Linked DNA regions of Oryctolagus cuniculus: region 2 is linked to region 1. The links are chromatin contacts, called in public Hi-C maps. All regions are on one chromosome and are shown on one strand. Each heading gives the region's core, a stretch centred on a gene start, on an enhancer-like site or on the middle of the called end of the contact. The rest is flanking DNA. Distances are from core to core; before and after follow the strand shown. Region 1 holds the start of RHOJ (ras homolog family member J). Region 2 has its middle 39 kb from the start of RHOJ.

Evidence for each region. A called contact is a pair of places that touch in the nucleus more often than the background predicts.
Region 2: a contact with region 1 is called in a Hi-C map of skin fibroblasts, with 5 times the contacts expected there. The contact joins the enhancer-like site here to the promoter of RHOJ in region 1. A contact is called at or near these places in 2 of 6 Hi-C or Micro-C datasets (psoas muscle and skin fibroblasts).

What each region holds. Positions count from the first base shown.
Region 1 is chr20:7,236,777-7,241,260 of mOryCun1.1, forward strand. It overlaps RHOJ (ras homolog family member J), which reads right to left and starts at 1,795. Exons shown (of 5, transcript XM_002719551.5): 1 at 741-1,795. The coding sequence starts at 918.
Region 2 is chr20:7,275,357-7,279,840 of mOryCun1.1, forward strand. No RefSeq gene overlaps it. Among named protein-coding and RNA genes, the nearest start is that of RHOJ, 39 kb to the left of the region's middle. Within about 2 kb of position 2,210, at least 1 of the 8 cell types and tissues checked has an H3K27ac peak or open chromatin away from gene starts, as enhancers often do.

The sequences.
Region 1 (4,484 bases), core at 545-3,044:
AATAGTTATTTACAAGCTTTTAACACGCCCTGCCTTCCCTGCCCTGCTCTCGGTCCCCAGGAAGATGAAAGTATAGTCTTAGGGCACCAAGTGTTTTAGGAGAAATGAGGGTCTTATTTATTAGTCTTTGCATTTCCAGATCTGAGATGAGAACTGGCAGGAACCTTGCTTTGACCAGTTGTGTGTGAGTGGTGATTTTTTTTTCCCGTAGAAAAGAATCGTGAATGCAATCACGCCACATTTGAGAAAGTTGACAGGAAGCAGTGACTCTCCAAGCAGATGTTGAATAAAACGCCCAATCCAGGGGGCAGTTTGAGTGTGTCCCAGTGTCACCCATCTGCTCCACGAGTGGAGAAACTGTTCAGATACAGCGCCACAAGCAAACTGGTCTCCCAACGGTCCTGCAGAGGCTTTGTTCAAATGAGGGTGCTCCAAAATGTTCATGAGACAGAAGACAACGTTTATTTCGGTGCAAAAGTTTTTGAAATCCTTTCCCGCAGACTGTGCGCACCGCACCTACGCCTGGGTTCCAACATTTTGCACCGCCATAAAAGTGTCTTTCCATGCCCCTGCCCACCTCCTTTGGGAAGCATCCTCACACGTTGTGCGTGAGGCTCAGCCACCCGATGACGCGCACGCAGGCCCGCACCCAGCGCTGCCGCGAGACCCAAGCCGGGTCCTTGCGCGCCTGGGGTCTCCGCTCCCCCCCGCCCCCGCCGGCGCACCCCGGCTCTCCCTACCTGCATAGTGGTCGAACACGGTGGGCACGTATTCCTCGGGGAAGGCGTCGTTGGCGTAGCTCATGAGCAAGCAGGTCTTCCCCACCGCGCCGTCGCCGACCACCACGCACTTGAGCATCTTCTTCTCGGCGTGGTCCGCACAGCCGCAGCTGCTGTCAGTCCCCTCGGTGCAGTTCATGCTCGCGGCCGCGGCGGCTGGGACTCCCGCTGGCTGCTGCTCCCGCCGCTTGTCCCGCAGAGCCGGTGCCAGGCTGGACGGAGTTCACTCTGCCTCGCTTGGGGTCCCTTGGAGCATCCGGACACGTCGGAGGCTGGCGTGCGCCCCGTCGCTCGCCATCGCGGTCCCGAACAGCGACAGGCACTCGCAGCGGGGTGGGGTGTGGAAGGGAGGAGGGTTGTGAGAAGGGTCCGATCCTCTCCCTTCTCCGTTTAAGCAATCTTCATCTCCAGAGTCCTGGAGGCTTCGCTGGCAGTCTAGAAATTTCAGCGGCTTGCGGCTTCCCGCTCTGCTCTGCCCGTCTGCAGCCCGGCTGGGATTCGGCTAAATCGTCCCCATTTTTTTTTTCCCCACTTCACAGCTAACATGGAGGAAAGCTGGGCTTTTTAATGGAGTTTTTCCACCCCCCTCCCTTGCTTCCTCCAGCTTGCCGAAGCTCAGGAAATCATGGGTTTCCTGCTGCATTCCATATTAGGATCAGTGGGCTGGGAGGGCTGCAACAATGGGAGCTCTGTGTGTGTGTTTGTACTTGTGGGGAACGATGCCAGGACACGGAGTGGGAAAGCACTAGGGGTCCCGCTGCCGGCTCAGGCTCTCAGACTTCCTGTTGCATCGCTGCTAGGCAGCCTGCTTGCTCCTGGCTGGCTGGGAAAGGCTGGGGGCCGGCGAGTCCCGGCTGCCCCAGGAGCAAGAGGGAACGGCTGGAGCGAGCGCGCAGAACCGCACCAGCAGTTGTAGCATAACATATGACATCATCGCTCCCTGAGTCACCGGTGGAGGGCTCTGAGAATTAAACACGGCCGTTTCTTGGCTGGCTTCAGTGAGCACCCTCGCCACGCTTCGCTGCAATAAAGAAGCAACCCTTCCAAGGTGATTTTTTTTTTTTTTTTGGTAGGTCGCAGGTGTAACGCGAGAGTACTTCAACAAGTTCGTGGAATGCGGACTCGAAAGACAAGTTTATTTTGCTGCAAAACCTTTAGAAATCCGTACACACGAGGGCTCTTTACAAAGTTGCTAGAAAAATGTACACTATGCGAAAATTTACGTGTGGATTGCTACGTTTTCTGCGCCCAAATTAAACATCTCTTTGGATTCCCTTTTCCATGAACATTTCAAGGTACACGTGTGTGTGTGTGTGTGTGTGTGTAAGAGAGAGAGAGAGAGAGAGAGAGAGAGAGATCAGGCTTACAAACTGCTCTATTTGAGTATAGCACCCAGATATGTATTCCAGACACAAACATTTCTTACGGCTGTAGCACATAAATCAGACGTGGGAAGTCTGCATTTTCTTTTGAGGAAATAAACACACATGTGCTTGGATTCTGCGTAACACCCTCGGACAGGAGAGAGTGAAGACATGTTTTTGGTTCGTCTAGGGTTCCTCAGGCTGATACTGCCTAGACATTTCCCTTTTTGATTTAGTCCTGTCCCCGTGGGCCAGCCTGGCCCTCTTTTATTACAAAGGAGCCCTTGGAAGTGAATTTATTTGTTGGTTGGGTCACTCTAAATGAAGCCCCTTTGAAGCTCAGTGTTTGATGAATGTATTTGGTCTTGGAAAAGAAGTAGAACTCTGCAAATCATTTTGATAAATGAGCCAAAACAGCGGAACTCTTTCTTTGAGACTTTTGAACACTGATGTTGTAGGATTCAAAAATTACCCAATCATTTTTGAGATTTTCTTTTTTTGATGAGGTTTTTTTTTTTTTTTTTTTTTTTTTTTTTTTTTTTATTGGGGAGCTGGGAGAGAAATCTTTTAGTTGGTAGCTATCAATAATGTAAGGGAGGGTGCAATAGGTAAAGCCCTCGCTTAGGACACATGCATCCCATATCATAGCACCTGGGATCCAGCCCCTTCTGTTCTGTTTCTGACCTACTTCCTGCTAATGCGTCCTAGGAGTGCCTAAGCCCGTGACACCCACATTGGAGTCTCATATGGAGTTCTTAGCTCCTGGCTTTTGCTATTACAGCCAACTGGGGGAGTACAATAGTGGATAGAAGCTCTCTCTAAGTATATGAAAATAAATAAACATTAAAAAAAGGAGGGGCTGGCACTGTGGCATAGCTGGTGGGTAAAGCCACGGCCTACAGTGCCGGCATCCCATATGGGTGCCAGTTTGAGTCCTGGCTACTCCACTTCTGATCCAGCTTTCTGCTATGGCCTGGGTAAGCAGTAGAAGATGGCCCAAGTGCTGTGGCTCCTGTACCCACGTGGGAGACCTGAAGAAGCTCCTGGCTTTGGCCTGGCCCAGTTGCAGACATTGTGGCCATTTGGGTAGTGAACCAATGGATGGAAGATTTCTCTCTCTCTCTGTGTGTAACTTTGCCTTTCAAATAAAATAAATATTTTTTAAAAAAGAAAAGAAAACAATATTTTAGATAAAGTCTCCATGCCAGTTCTAATTGTTATCCCTTTAAATCTTTGGAACTAAAATATATTCTTACCATTCCACCCGGGCAAGCAATCACAAATCTATTGCCTTATAGCCCTAAGGTAAAACACTGAATTGTCTTGTCTTTTTTTTTTTTGACAGGCAGAGTGAGACAGTCAGAGAGAGAGAGACAGAGAGAAAGGTCTTCCATTTTCCATTGGTTCACCCTCAAGTGGCCTCTACGGCCAGTGCTGCACTGATCCGAAGCCAGGAGTCAGGTGCTTCTCCTGGTCTCCCATGGGGTGCAGGGCCCAAGCACTCGGGCCATCCTCCACTGCACTTCCGGGCCTCAACAGAGAGTTGGACTGGAAGAGGAGCAACTGGGACAGAATCCGGCACCCTGACCGGGACTAGAACCTGGTGTGCCGGTGCCGCAGGTGGAGGATTAGCCTAGTGAGCCTGGGTGCCGGCCCAAGGTCAGGTTTTCAACAGTGAAAATGATTTATTCAGGACAGGCGTTTGTGGTTAAGACACTGCCTGGGGGGCCAGTGCCGTGGCTCACTTAGTTAATCCTCCGCCTGCAGCGCCAGCATCCCATGTGGCCACTGGGTTCTAGTCCCGGTTGTTCCTCTTCCAGTCCAGCTCTCTGCTGTGGAGTGCAGTGGAGGATGGCCCAAGTGCTTGGGCCCCTGCACCTGCATGGGAGACCAGGAGGAAGCACCTGGCTCCTGGCTTTGGATCAGCACAGTGCGCCGGCCATAGCGGCCATTTTGGGGGTGAACCAACGGAAGGAAGACCTTTCTCTCTGTCTGTTTCTCACTATCTATAACTCTACTGTCAAATAAAAAATAAATAAAAAGACAATGCCTGGGATGCCAGCATTTTATATCAGAGTGCCTGGGTTCAAATCTCAATTCCGCTTCCAATCCAACTTCCTTCTATTGCCCACCCTGGGAAGCAGCAAGTAATGGCTCAGATAGTTTACATTTCGTAAGTTGCATCCAGGTACATTAGCTGAAAGCTGGATTGGAAGTGGAGCAGCTGGGACTTGATCTGGTGCCCTTACGGGCTGCCGGCATCACAGGTAGCAGCTGCGCCACTGTGCTGGCCCCTAAGACATTCTTTGCCAGATGTTCGTACTTTTGGCTTTCAATCCAT
Region 2 (4,484 bases), core at 960-3,459, 39 kb after region 1:
ACCCCAAGCCTTGCCCAACAGAAGGGATCAACCTCCTCCCCAAACAGAACCTCATTACAGAGCACCAGTCCCCACACAGCCAGTCCAAGGGCTTCCAAGGGCCCAGGGCCAGAGTGCTGCCACCACCCCATCTTTGCCCCGGTCTTGTCCTGGCTCTTTTGGGGTCTGCCTCAAGCGAACAGGCAGGGGAGGATGTGGAGGGATCAGTCATGCATCGCACAGCTGCAACTGATCCCCCGAAGTGACTTGGGCTGCAGCCCCACAGCTGCGAAGCAAGCCAAGCAGCCAGCCCATGTTCACAGCCACTGAGTCTCCAAGGGGGGAGGGAACCTATCGAACCAGATGTTACTTCTAGCAAAAAACTTGACCTCCGAATTGTGCATCTGTGCAACTTATCTTCTTCTACTTGCCCTTAGATCATGAAAACCCTGCTGGGAAGGCCTGGAAGCAAACAGAGAAGGAACACAACTTCAGTAGGAAAAGAAAGTCACAAAATGCTGATGTTTTTGCCAAAGCACTTATTCTGGACTCTCTCTGCTTCCTTAGCTTGAACTCATATTGCCAAGTCCTTTCCGGGAGGGGCAAAAAAAAAAAAAAAAAAAAAAATCTGTGGAGTAGCTGTTGATCCGGATTCTGGTGTTTTTTGTTTTTTGTTTTTTTGTTTTTTGTTTTTTTTTTTTTTTAATTCTATTTATCACAGGGTTTGAGGAGGAGGCTTAGGGGAAAAGGAATCCCTCCCCTTGCTTGAAATTCTAGACGTTTTCAGAGCAAACCTTCTCACTTGGTAAAGCCACTGTGCCTTAGGGCTGCTGGGCATGGTTTGAACGCCGTTGAGTGCTCAAGGGTCCCAGATGGAGGAAAAGGAAGATCAGAATCTTGCCTGCTTTCCATGTGTTAGGTTACTCAGGGCTATGTTCCACTGAAAGGGGGGGGCACCTTTTTTCTAAACAGGACAAAGAGGCTGTGCACCTGTCAGTTACTGTGCCTGCAGGTTCCCTTTCCTGGATGGGCTGTCTTTTCCTAGTTAGTGTTCCTGCTCCCATCTCAGGCCCCTTGACCAGCAGCACCCCCGTCAGCAGGTGCAGGCCAGGGCTGCAGAGCAGAGAGCTTGCAGAGGACTCTGTCCAGGGGTCAGAGGCCCGAGTCTGGCTCTGGACTTGGATCTCCATTCCCATCAGGGAGCTTTGGCCCTGAGTCCCAAGTGTGCCTCTTACACTCAATGGGTAGATTTTTGTCTTATTTCCTGAGCAAATTCATATTGCAAATACCTGCCTGGTGTCTGCACCCCCTTGGAACTAAGGTCCTCTCTCTTTCTGGGCACTGGAAGGACCAACATGTGTGAAACAAAAATTACTTTTCTGTTGCAGTGGACAATCTTTCCTGGTGCTATCTTCCTACCTGGCGTGCAGCGTCTGAAACTCGCTCATGGCTTTGCACCCTCCAGGAAGGAGTAAAGAACAGCACCACACAGTCCCACACTGACCCCGCCATTAGTTGGTGCTGTCATCATTGCACCGCACTGCAGGAATCCAGAAATCCAGTTACTGGTTAACTCAAGCCTTGCTTTGCTCATCTGTGAAGTGGGTACAGTAATAATATATATGCCATAGGATATTGTGAGGATTGTATGGGCTCATACGTTACATGATAGGACATTGCAAAGCTCCAATTAGAATACCTGGTAGATGTTCTGGCTTGGTGGTTAAACTGCTGTTTGTGATGCTGACATTTCATCTGAGTGCTGGTTCAACTCTCGGCTGCTCTGCTTCAGATTTAGTTCCTTACCAATGCACCTAGGAACACAGCAGAGGACAGCCCAGTACTTGGGCCCCTGCCTCTCAAGTGGGAACTCAGAGCTGCGTAGGCTGCTCTCCTGTCTACTTCTGATGGTGGATATCACCAAGGTCTTGTTGTTCTCTATTGGTGTCACAAGCACATTGAGTCTGGGCTGAACCTGTCTATGTCTCAGAAAGCTCAGACATGGGGCAGGCATGGGGTCACACTGAGGTCTGTGCCCACGGGCCACGAGACAGGACAGGAGGGAGGGGCTTCCCCTCTCTGTCTCAGTGCCCTGCCATTTGATGAGGGGGCCTAGGTGAGAGCCTTCCCAAGGCCTCCAGTCTAATCCCTGGTTCTGTGTGTGCAGGGAGTTTGCACTTTCTCATGGGACTTGTTACCCTGAAGCTTGAATGGTTTAGACCGGTAGAAGATTCGATCTCAGAATGTTCATACCAGCTGGCGCCGCGGCTCACTAGGCTAATCCTCCGCCTTGCGGCGCCGGCACACCGGGTTCTAGTCCCGGTTGGGCGCCGGATTCTGTCCCGGTTGCTCCTCTTCCAGGCCAGCTCTCTGCTGTGGCCAGGGAGTGCAGTGGAGGATGGCCCAAGTCCTTGGGCCCTGCACCCCATGGGAGATCAGGATAAGTACCTGGCTCCTGCCATCGGATCAGCGCAGTGCGCTGGCCGCAGCGCGCCAGCCGCGGTGGCCATTGGAGGGTGAACCAACGGCAAAGGAAGACCTTTCTCTCTGTCTCCCTCTCTTCTCTCTCACTGTCCACTCTGCCTGTCAAAAAAAAAAAAAATGTTCATACCAAGTCAAGTATGATGTTTCCTCCTTGATTCAAGTGAAGTTACCTTTAGATCTGTGGATATCAATATGAGATTGAAAACATCAGGGAAAGAGAAACTGGAGCAGAAAGGAGTAAGGAATTACATCCGAAAAGATGAGTGGTTAGAGAGGGAGGAGGGGTTAGTCTGGGCTAGAAACCCACAAGGTCTTCAGATACAACCCTCGGATCCCAACAGGCGTTTTCCATCCAGTCCTCTTTTGACTCTTTTGCTCACCAGATTTCATTTTCAGTTTTATCGTCCCCCTCTGTAACCTTGTCCATCCATTATTCTGATTTTATGTTTTCGGTTTGAAAATTTATATAACACAAGACTCAAAAAAAAAAAAAAAAAGATGCCGGAAATTCTTGGGCAAGAAGACAATCGTGTCTTGAAACAATTATGGCTGTTCTTGTTTTTCCTCTCTGCCAGAAATGATCAGTTGGGAAGCAGGACAGTGCTTTCCAACAAATAACTCACGTGTTTGAAAATGTTTAATTGTTTAGAAGAAGGATGAGAACATTAAATGTATGACTTTATTTGAAGAAAACGTTAAAAGTCTCTGTTGAAGGTCTTCTGTGAATGTGATTAAATGCATTACAAAGAGGAAAGATGTGTAATCAGAGGAAAAAATTTAGCAAGAAAATCAACACACGATTATGCTCCGATTTAAAGAGTTTGAGAGCAAAGCAAGATGCATTTCATAAACAATTAATTTTTAAAATTTTCTTGAATAACAATATCCTTTGGCCAGAGGAACAGATTAATTCTTCCTAAATCGTTACTCATACAAGGTACTTGAAGATCACAGGAAATTTATTACGATTCCAGATCGGCACAGGTCTTCAGTTGGGTTATGAGTGTGCCAGGTATGGCTCTCAAATTTCATCCTGGAGAGTTTTACTCCTCCAGATCCTAAAGACATCTTGTCCTGCTTACGTTCCCAGGAAAAATACGACTGGTTCTGGGTGATATGATTTCTCCTGTTTGTGTTTTGAGGACGAGAATGCAACCTGAGAGTGGCAGTGACTGGAGGGGCATAATCTTTGGCTCCTAGATGCAGCCAGAGCTGTGTTCTTGGGGCTGAGCCGAGGGCTAAAGGCTGGGAGGCACAACAATACGTCTCATTAATTCACATTGGGAGGTCTTCATCAAAAGGGCAGGGAACTCATTCTTGGAAAGTGAATGCATAGATTCCAGGGAGAAGAGTAATGACCCTGAAGTGCATGGAATACTTGCCATTACCATTCATAGAGATTTCTTTTGTTCCCAACTGAATCCAACCTACTGTCTAGAGAGACGGAGTCTGAAAAGTGAAAACTTCAGTTCATGCTTTCGCCTAGAGGGTCACTGGGTGTCTTTCTCCACCTACTGGCCAGTGCCTCCCAACCAGCTGAAAGACAGCTGGTTATTATGGCAATGAAGCAAGTGAGGTTTTTTTGTTTAGCAACGCTAGGCTATCAAATCCTAGAATGAAGAAGAGAGTTAAGCTTATGCTTGGAAAAACCAGTGGGCGTATTAATAATTAGGTTGGCTTGCACAGCTTCCTTTGTTCCAATGACATGCTTTGCATTCTCCTGGCGAAAGAGCAGGCAGGAAGTCTTGCTGAACAAGTAATTGCAAATGGAATTCAACTTGTGGCCAATTTCATAATATGACATGTTTGCATCAGAAAACCAACTGTACATGAAGAGAAAGAGATGAGAAGAAACACTTTAAAGAATCTTGCATTATTAGCCTTCCAGTCTCAGAAGCAGTCATGCTCTAGGCACACAGTAGGTGCTCAATAAAAACTACTGAAGTGACTTGCATTTGATAGAACCTTCTGTGCTCCAGTTTGTACACATGGTTTTTGCTGTTTCCATTTTTCCCAGCTAA